Regions from separate parts of the Zea mays genome. Here regions 2 and 3 are each linked to region 1. The links are chromatin contacts, called in public Hi-C maps. All regions are on one chromosome and are shown on one strand. Each heading gives the region's core, a stretch centred on a gene start, on an enhancer-like site or on the middle of the called end of the contact. The rest is flanking DNA. Distances are from core to core; before and after follow the strand shown.

The links. A called contact is a pair of places that touch in the nucleus more often than the background predicts.
Region 2: a contact with region 1 is called in a Hi-C map of root tip, with 2.1 times the contacts expected there. The contact joins the enhancer-like site here to the promoter of LOC103652750 in region 1. A contact is called at or near these places in 2 of 25 Hi-C or Micro-C datasets (ear and root tip).
Region 3: a contact with region 1 is called in a Hi-C map of leaf, with 3 times the contacts expected there. The contact joins the promoter of LOC100286059 here to the promoter of LOC103652750 in region 1. A contact is called at or near these places in 6 of 25 Hi-C or Micro-C datasets (bundle sheath, ear, leaf and 1 more).

The regions. Positions count from the first base shown.
Region 1 is chr4:5,515,343-5,518,081 of Zm-B73-REFERENCE-NAM-5.0, reverse strand. LOC103652750 (polyol transporter 5) reads right to left here and starts at 1,353. Exons shown (of 3, transcript XM_008679720.2): 1 at 761-1,353. The coding sequence starts at 932. It overlaps LOC103652749 (Embryogenesis transmembrane protein-like), which reads right to left. Exons shown (of 2, transcript XM_008679718.3): 2 at 1,915-2,739. The coding sequence ends at 2,114.
Region 2 is chr4:5,705,678-5,708,416 of Zm-B73-REFERENCE-NAM-5.0, reverse strand. It overlaps the pseudogene LOC103652756. Among protein-coding and RNA genes, the nearest start is that of LOC103652757, 16 kb to the left of the region's middle. Within about 2 kb of position 1,331, at least 4 of the 20 cell types and tissues checked have an H3K27ac peak or open chromatin away from gene starts, as enhancers often do. A contact at or near this core is called in root tip, where this site is marked.
Region 3 is chr4:5,650,709-5,653,447 of Zm-B73-REFERENCE-NAM-5.0, reverse strand. LOC100286059 reads right to left here and starts at 1,392. Exons shown (of 10, transcript NM_001158947.2): 1 at 1,031-1,392; 2 at 52-332. The coding sequence starts at 1,207.

The sequences.
Region 1 (2,739 bases), core at 104-2,603:
CTTGCGGACCTCCAACTTGACATCTTCCATAGCCGCCTCCACCTTCGGCTTCCACGCGGACAGCTCGGTCCCGACGGCTTCCAGCGCGGCGATGCGCTCATCACGGGATGAAGCCAACTCCGTGAACTTTTTCTCCCACTTCTGATCCATCGCCGAGAACCGTTTCTCCAACTCATCAACGATCAGCTTGGTGTTGACATCCATTGCTCCAAGTCGCTGCTGAAGACGGGTGAAGTGCTCGTGGTTAACGGGCTCCAGCGCGAAGACGGCCAAGATCGAGAATCTGATACCAAATGTAATCGTCCAAACTCAGGAAGGTAAAGAATAGCAGATGAACAAGATAGAAAAGCAACAGAGGAGAACGGGGAGCAGAGGTGGTTTGGTATTAGGTGGGAAAACAGAATTCTGTTACACTTTTCTTGATACCCTCTGCTCTCTCTTCCCAGATACTTATCTCCCCTCGCTTACACGCCTGAGAAGGCCACACACCATCACACCACGCTTGGCTGCAACACACGACCTCTAGGCCGTCACCCAGTCAGGCCCGCTCACTCGGACACTTGGCTTGCGAATTCTTCCTCCTTTCTTTGGCCCAGCTTCATCCTCTTTGTCACTTGGACGGCCCACCTCTTCAAACTCCAGTCCTGGTGCCACGCTGCTCACACATGGCCGGATGCTGTTGTCACGAACGACGATGAAGCACGTACGTACGACTATACGAGACGAGAGTAGCAGAAACGACGAGCTGCCGTGTACGTACTGTAGCCCATGAGGATGGTGGTCATTGAGGCGAGCGTGGCGCAGATGAAGGCGAACATGTTCCGGCGTGGCAGGGGCGGTGGCGCAGATGAAGGCTCCATCTCCACGGCGGGCGAGGGTAGGAGCGGCTCGGCGATGACATCGGCGGCGCCATGGTGCTCCGTAGTGCCCATGGCTTGGGTTTCTTGGCTTGACGCTGGTCGCTGGCGAGGACGACTGAGACAGTGGCCTAGTCACTGGCTGGATGCATCATCGGATTCGGATCTCAGTGTGTGTCACTGTCAGCTCGCAAGCTGCAGAATTATTTGGGATGCAAATTGTTGCATCAGGAAAAGGGGATCGAATCGAAGGATATGAACATCGATCCTATGAAAGAGGACAAATCATACAAGCCATGGAGTTCGGTGGTGGCGTGAATCGTGATTAGCACCGGGTTACCTTTTCGGTTGTCCATTAGATTACGAGATTAATTAAGAGTGATTATCACCTAAAACGACATGAGGGAGGGACCCTTGCTCGCTGACATGAATGCCACTAGCTCGACTCTGCTCCGTGTTGTGGAAGCTGAAGGTGGGGGGATCGAGTGAGGACGGGAACAACACGACGCTCCGGCAAGCGCGCGGGGAGACGATGAAAGATATATTGCAGCCCATCATTTTAGCTACAAATTAGCTGAAATCAGTCTTGTGGGATGATACGTGGGGTCTGTTTGGATGGCTAAAATTTAGTTAGCTAGAGTTTGTCAGCTAGTTGGCTAGTTAAAAGTTTCGCTAAAAACTTAGAGCATGTTTGTTTGGGATTATAATGTGCCACAAACAAACAGACCTCTTAGTCCATCTGTTAGCCTCTATTTGGATGTGCACTACTGGAAACAGACTCTTTGTCGAGTGTCTTTTGTCGGACACTCGGCAAAGACGGCTTTACCGAGTGCCACCCTCGATAAAAGATGACTCTTGGTATCGACGGCCTTTACCGAGGGTAGTACACTCGGCATATCCAGACACTCGGCGAAGGGTGATGTTCGGCCAAGGACCGTCAACAGCCGTCTATAGCTGACAGCCAGACGCGGACGGCTAATTTTTATACATGTTCTTTCATTCTCGCAAGCCCATGAATAATACCATTTACACAACAGATGATACATACATATATATGTATATCAACAAATATATAACTTGATATATATGTGATGTTTTGGTACATATAATAAGATATGCAAATTAAGTTCTGTATTCAGTATTGTGAGATATATACGCAGCAATAATAAGGAATTAATACAAATTGGCATATTGGAGCAAACTGATGACTCCTACAGAAACAAAAGTTGTGGCACGTCTGTTGTGTTTGCTTCAAGTCATGTACTGCTAGGTAGGCGTGCACTCTGGCCATGCTGGGTGCCCTCACTTGCTTTCCCTTTCTTCCAGAAGAAGAGGAGTGCAACGAAGCCCACTATAGGCAGGAGGAGCAGGATGACGTTCTTGGACGTGCACCAGTCCCGAGCGCTGCCAGCCGCGTAGGCTCCGAGGAGCGCGAGCATGCCGAGGAACATGGCAGTGTGCATCGGCCAAAGGGGCCGCTTGTTCCTCTCGTCGTCATTGTCGCGCAGCATCCTCGGAAGCAGCAGCACGATGACAGTGACGGAGGCCATGAAAGAGACGGAGTTGTTGTAGAAGAAGGCGTTGTACCGGTGCTTGTCGATGTCGTAGAGCACCGGGTTCCCAGCGGAGTGCCCGTCGCCGTCGTCCTCCATCCACAGGCCACCGGGCGGCTTCAGGCCCGTCAGGTAGGTGACGCTCGCGGCCAGTATTCCTACCAGCATCAGGTACATGGCCGCCGCTCCCGAGGGTTTCCTGGGTTTTTGTTCTTGACGATCAGCAGGTGATGATGAATCTTTGTTTTCCCTGGCGTGACGACGGTGCTTGATGGTCACGTATAACACGGCCGCAAAAACCGCAAGAACCAGCAGTAAGAGGACGATGG
Region 2 (2,739 bases), core at 82-2,581, 190 kb before region 1:
GAATTTGTTAGGGATATGTTTTACTTTCTTTTGGATTTAAGTTATAATATATTTAGACATGTTTTATGTTTAACACTTGTGATAGATGCTTTATGCTTCAATTATACGTGAATGCTAGAAAAAGTTGTGTACACATGTTGTTTAATGAAATTGTATAGACCGGTTGGATTGAATTCAATAATATGTTGTTTTTTATTAATTGATGATGAAATAAAAATGTCATAAATAGTTATCATGGCATCTGATTCTATAACGATAATATACATCACAAACGATTTGTCATGCCATCCACTGTATTAGTTGCCATGTCATCATGCTTTATGACAAAAATATTCTTCATAATTTGTTTGGTACGTCAGCTGCCATCTCATCGGACTCGTGACAAAATTAATTGTCACAATTTTTGCCACGTCAGCTGCCATGTCAATCTATTTGTGATGAACATAGTCGTCATAAAATTATCACGTGTCAATGGTCCAATGCTACGCTTTGTGACGTTTGTGGGTCTCATTTATAACAATTTAGAGCGTCATAGATTATGTGCCGAATGCATTTTTAGTCACTACATTTTTGACACTTTTTCGCCTTTTGTCGTAAAAGTTACTTTAACACGCACCTTCTGTGACGAGTCTTTTCGTCACAGAGTCGTCACAAAAAAAAACAGTGTCAAAAAACTTCTATCTGTGATATAATCAAAATGTTATAGAAGGTCACATGTGTTGTAGTGAATGTTTATCGTCATGAGGGTTGAAGGGAGATTCCCCTTAAAACGCCTTGTTAGATGGGCCCTCTTCAAGTCAGTATGGGGCCATCGTGCTCCATAAGCTACCTGGCTGGCTAAGGCTACTAGAGATCTTTGTTCCGAAGGCCACCATGCTCATCGAGTCATTCCTTTCCTATATATTAAAGCGCGACGTAAAGGCAACTCTTCGTGCATCCACGTCATCGAAATATTAATAGTCGTAGGATCTTCATCGGACCGAGCGGCCTGTCCTTTCGCAGCTCGAAGAGTCTCAACGTTTCCAGTCGACCGGTTCCTCTACCTCCCAAGGATACGTGGCCGCCAGACCGCCTCTCTCCCATAGCTTTGTCGCCTACTCTCCCCATTCCTCGCCGCCTCGCTTCACCCCACATATGGCCGTCACTGCTCGCATCGCCCTGCGGCCCCCACCTCTCTCTCCCTTTCTCCTTGCAACGTCGCCCCCGTTTGTCCACCAAGTCACCACGCGCCTGGGAGATGGATCGAGGGGCATCATTTCGGTTAAGACACGCTCAACGAAAACTCCAAGATAGCACGGGAGATGGAAGCCCCGCCATCGGCCAGGAATCGTTGCATCACGTCATTTGATTCATCTCCCTTCCATTCCTTTGCTTCCGTGGTGGATGAGAAGAAAGCGATGAAGGGCGCACCGGTAAGGAGAGCTTAGAGGAGGCACACCATCCTTCGTCTTGCACACGGAGTCCTCAAGTCTTCTCCTCATCCTTGCTGGAATTCTGAGTGCCATACACCACCTCTGTTGGTGCGCACCGGTCGTTAGGCATGTTGCCCTTATGCCTCGCTCGAAGTGCTTCCAAGGGCTGCCTGTCTGTGTGGTCTGGTTTGGTGATGCTAATACCCCTTTTGTCACCTCCCAACCTGTTAGACGAAGGGAGAAAATTTCATTCCCAAGCTGCTGAATGGGGAATAAGTGGTTTCATCTCAGGAGAAAAAACGAGCGCTGCTGGAGTATTACGATGGCTTCCTGGGCACATGGTAAGCCTTTCATCATGAACAATTTTTTTACTACCAAAGTAATCTAATATTCTATTTGGTTTGTTGTGCATGTAGGTCTTATTCTACGTGCTACCTGCTATGGGATTTGACAATAAAACACACATTTACCTTGCTTCTGGTGAACTCTTTGGTGGGAAACATTTCATGAAACCATACAAGGCTATGTTTCCACGTTTAGAGAACCATATCATAGTCGGACCTGAAAATCTGGAAGAGAATACCTAAGGGCTAGCAGGATCAACAGTTGATTACATGGTTTCTGTCATTTTGTACTGAACTGAATTTCAGCATTTATGTTATATTATAAAGTTCAAATTAGAAGGTAAAAACATAATTGTCTTGTGCTAAGCCATTGATGTGTGTTGTACCTTTTTAAAAATATAACAGAAATGCTGAAAATATAAAAGCGAAAAATTTTCTGTTAAGCAATAGTAGTGACAGAATTATTTCAGATAATTTTGTCACTTCTGTTATTATCACACATATTTTTTATAAATATAAAATACTTATAATTTCAGCATTTTTGTTACATTTTAGTAAAATTGTGGTCTCAATTTACCGCACTGTTGTTTTCTTCAGCTTATATATAATTGAATGTTGAGATGCACTTGCTCATCTCTGACAACTTATGCATTCTGTAAGCTCTTCATCCTTCCTCTAGAAGAATTTCTCATTGACGATTTCACCTGCCACCTGAAACGGAAGCTGCCACCTCCGGTAATCAGGCTTCACTACATGCACGTTTTAACTTATGGTCTTAGAATGTCTTTAATTATCATTGGTTCATTACTCACAGTACTACTGAAATATTACTCAGAAACATGTTTTAACTTATGGTCTTAGAATGACTTGAATTATCATTGGTTCATTACTCATGGTACTATTGAAATATTACTCAGAAAATTCAATAGTATTTTGAAATGTGTTCCTTTATTTTCATCGTCCTGTCCAATATACCGTGCCAT
Region 3 (2,739 bases), core at 143-2,642, 140 kb before region 1:
TGGGTCCCATTAACAGAAGAATATGCAAAAGAAAACTATACAACCCAGTACCTCTCAGAATCACGATCATCACGGTGGCGGTCACGACCATCACGGTGACGGTCACGATCATCAGAACGATCACGGTGTTCCCTTTTCTCGCTGCGCTCTCGATGGTCCCTGTGGTGGCGATCGCGATCTCTGTCACTTCTTTCACGATCCTTATCCCTGTCTCGGTCCCTCCCCTTTTCTCGGCCACGATCCCTGTCACGCTCCCTATCCTTGCCCTTATCGCGTTCTCGGTCCCTTTCTCGAGATTTCGAGGAACCACTGTCATGTGATTGTGTCTCGTGCTAGAGAAAAATAAATAATTCAATTCAACAAGTCAGACGACTGTAATTATGAACACAATCAGCAAAAACCACAACTGTAAACCATGGTAGTAAGCAGGTACAGTACAGAGGTTGGCAGAGATTGACACGGCACCATCAGTCTACAAACAGCAAAAACTAATCCAACTGTAGGTCAAAAGAAAATGCACCTAACGCTTAATCAAAATAAGTCTTAACCAGCCGGCAATCAAGTGCCAACATGTCGCTTACTTGTATGCTAATCTGCACAACAATAACTACAAAACTTGTACATAGATTGCAGAATAAGATGGTATAAAATTACAATAAGCAGTGTAAAAGTTGTATACTTGTATAGGTAATCTCAACACACAGAAACAAAAAAAATCTTGTCATGAGCATTGGGCATGTAACTCGCTATATAGACCGACAAGGCTTATCCCGCAATTAGTACAGAAATATCACTTCACCACCCAGCTTTTACTTTTATATTTGTGAGGAAACAAATCACCAGGAAAAATCAAAGGCTAACAACAATAAACGCTGCACCCACTAGACATCGCAACCATAACGCCGCTACGGGCCTACGGCAGGACAAAGACACATCGGATCTATCCCCCCAGAGCCCACATCCAACTCGGACTCCCACAGATCACGTCACCCACGCATCAGGGCATCGGATCGAGGGCAAGCGTACGAACCTGGTGCTGGGAGGAGCGGCCGTCGGCGTGGTCGGAGAACCCGGAGGGCTTGCTGTCTGCGGGCGGCGAACCCCCGGCGGCAGGCGCGGCGGCGGCGGCGTACTCGGCCTGCGGATAGCCGCCTTCGGCTGCGGGCATGTCGCCGTTGCCCTGGTAGCGCTCGTCGTACTCGGACATCTCACGGCGGCGAGCTCCTCGTCGGTTCGGATTGGGGACAAATTTTTTTTCTAAATCTAGCTAGGGTTTGTTAGGCTAGTTGGGCCGCGTGCGTGAGGGCGGAGACGGATTTGGAAAGGGGAGCATGAGAGGAGGGAACGGCTGGTTATATATGGCGCGTGGCAGCGTGTGGCGGTGAAGGCGATGAATGAACGCTGGGCGCCTGGGCCCGTAGAGTTCGATGCGATTTGTGGTGTGGTGGCGGAGGCTTGTGACGCTTGTCTCTGACGCGTGGGTCCCGTAGCGCGTGGGAGCTCGTGCCGGTTTCGGCGTTCGAGTTGGGCTCCCTGTTGCCCGGGCCGTTTCTGCGTGCGCGCACTCGCAGTCGCAGACCGAGGACAGACTGGCTTGGCGGGCTCTCGGTTTCGTGTTCGGCGTCTTGGGTTCTGGCGAGGCTGAATCTGGTGGGCCGCCAACACATTTTAGGCCCTATACTGTACATACGCCTCTTATGATCTTATCCTCTCGTAAAGAAAGAAATCTATTTTACCTCCCTAACAATATCATAGTCTATTTTTCCCTCTTTAAATCAAACTAGCAAAATTACCCGAGCGTTGTTGCGGAAGAAATCAAATGTTTTTATGTGGAAACTAAGACATAAATAGTATATATTTATTTATACTTTGCTCTTTCTTTAAAATTTAATAAGGTATTCTACGATGGCAAGGCATTTATAATATAAGCTAATATTGACAGTGATATGACAAAAACCTGTTAAGCTTATATCAAATTAAAATATAATATTGATATATCATTTTGGAACAATTGGATCTATACCATTAAAAGATCCAAACTTTAGATATATACCATGGACCCCACATGTCATTGACTCATGTGGACCCACATGTAAGTGAGATAGTAATGGTATGGATCCAAAGTGGTGATCTTTTAATGGTATGGATCCAAATTTCCCTATCGTTTTCTAGTTGTAAAGAACAGAACTATTTAGACTTCAGTATATCATAATATTCAGGGACGGAGGCACGAAATATCATAGAAGAGGATGGACTAAATTGCTACAGCGATATAATCTCATTAAATCACTCACAATAGACATATGTAATAGTTTGAAGTAGCATTATACCAAAACATCGATAAATGATAAAAATCCCATAAAATATGCAATGAGATTATATTATGTATATTTCAAATTTTAGGAGGGGCTAGCGATAGGGGGCTCAAGCTCCACCCGCCCCACCGCTAGATCCATCTCTGATAACATTTATTTTCGCACTATGCATGAATTGTTGCAGTTAATTGTCGAGTCACATGATTATTTTAAAAATATTTATAAATATGTAATTATAATCTTTTTATTGAAGTCAGCAAAGAGTAGGGGTGAAATGGTACAGATAGCAGATCATCCCATATTCTACAATAATATATTTCAATCAGATTTGGATCGGGTACTAAAAATTAAAAATAGGACGGATACATGTATTATTTGGCCGAATACATATGAATATTAGATACCTGTGAGATAATGCATGAAT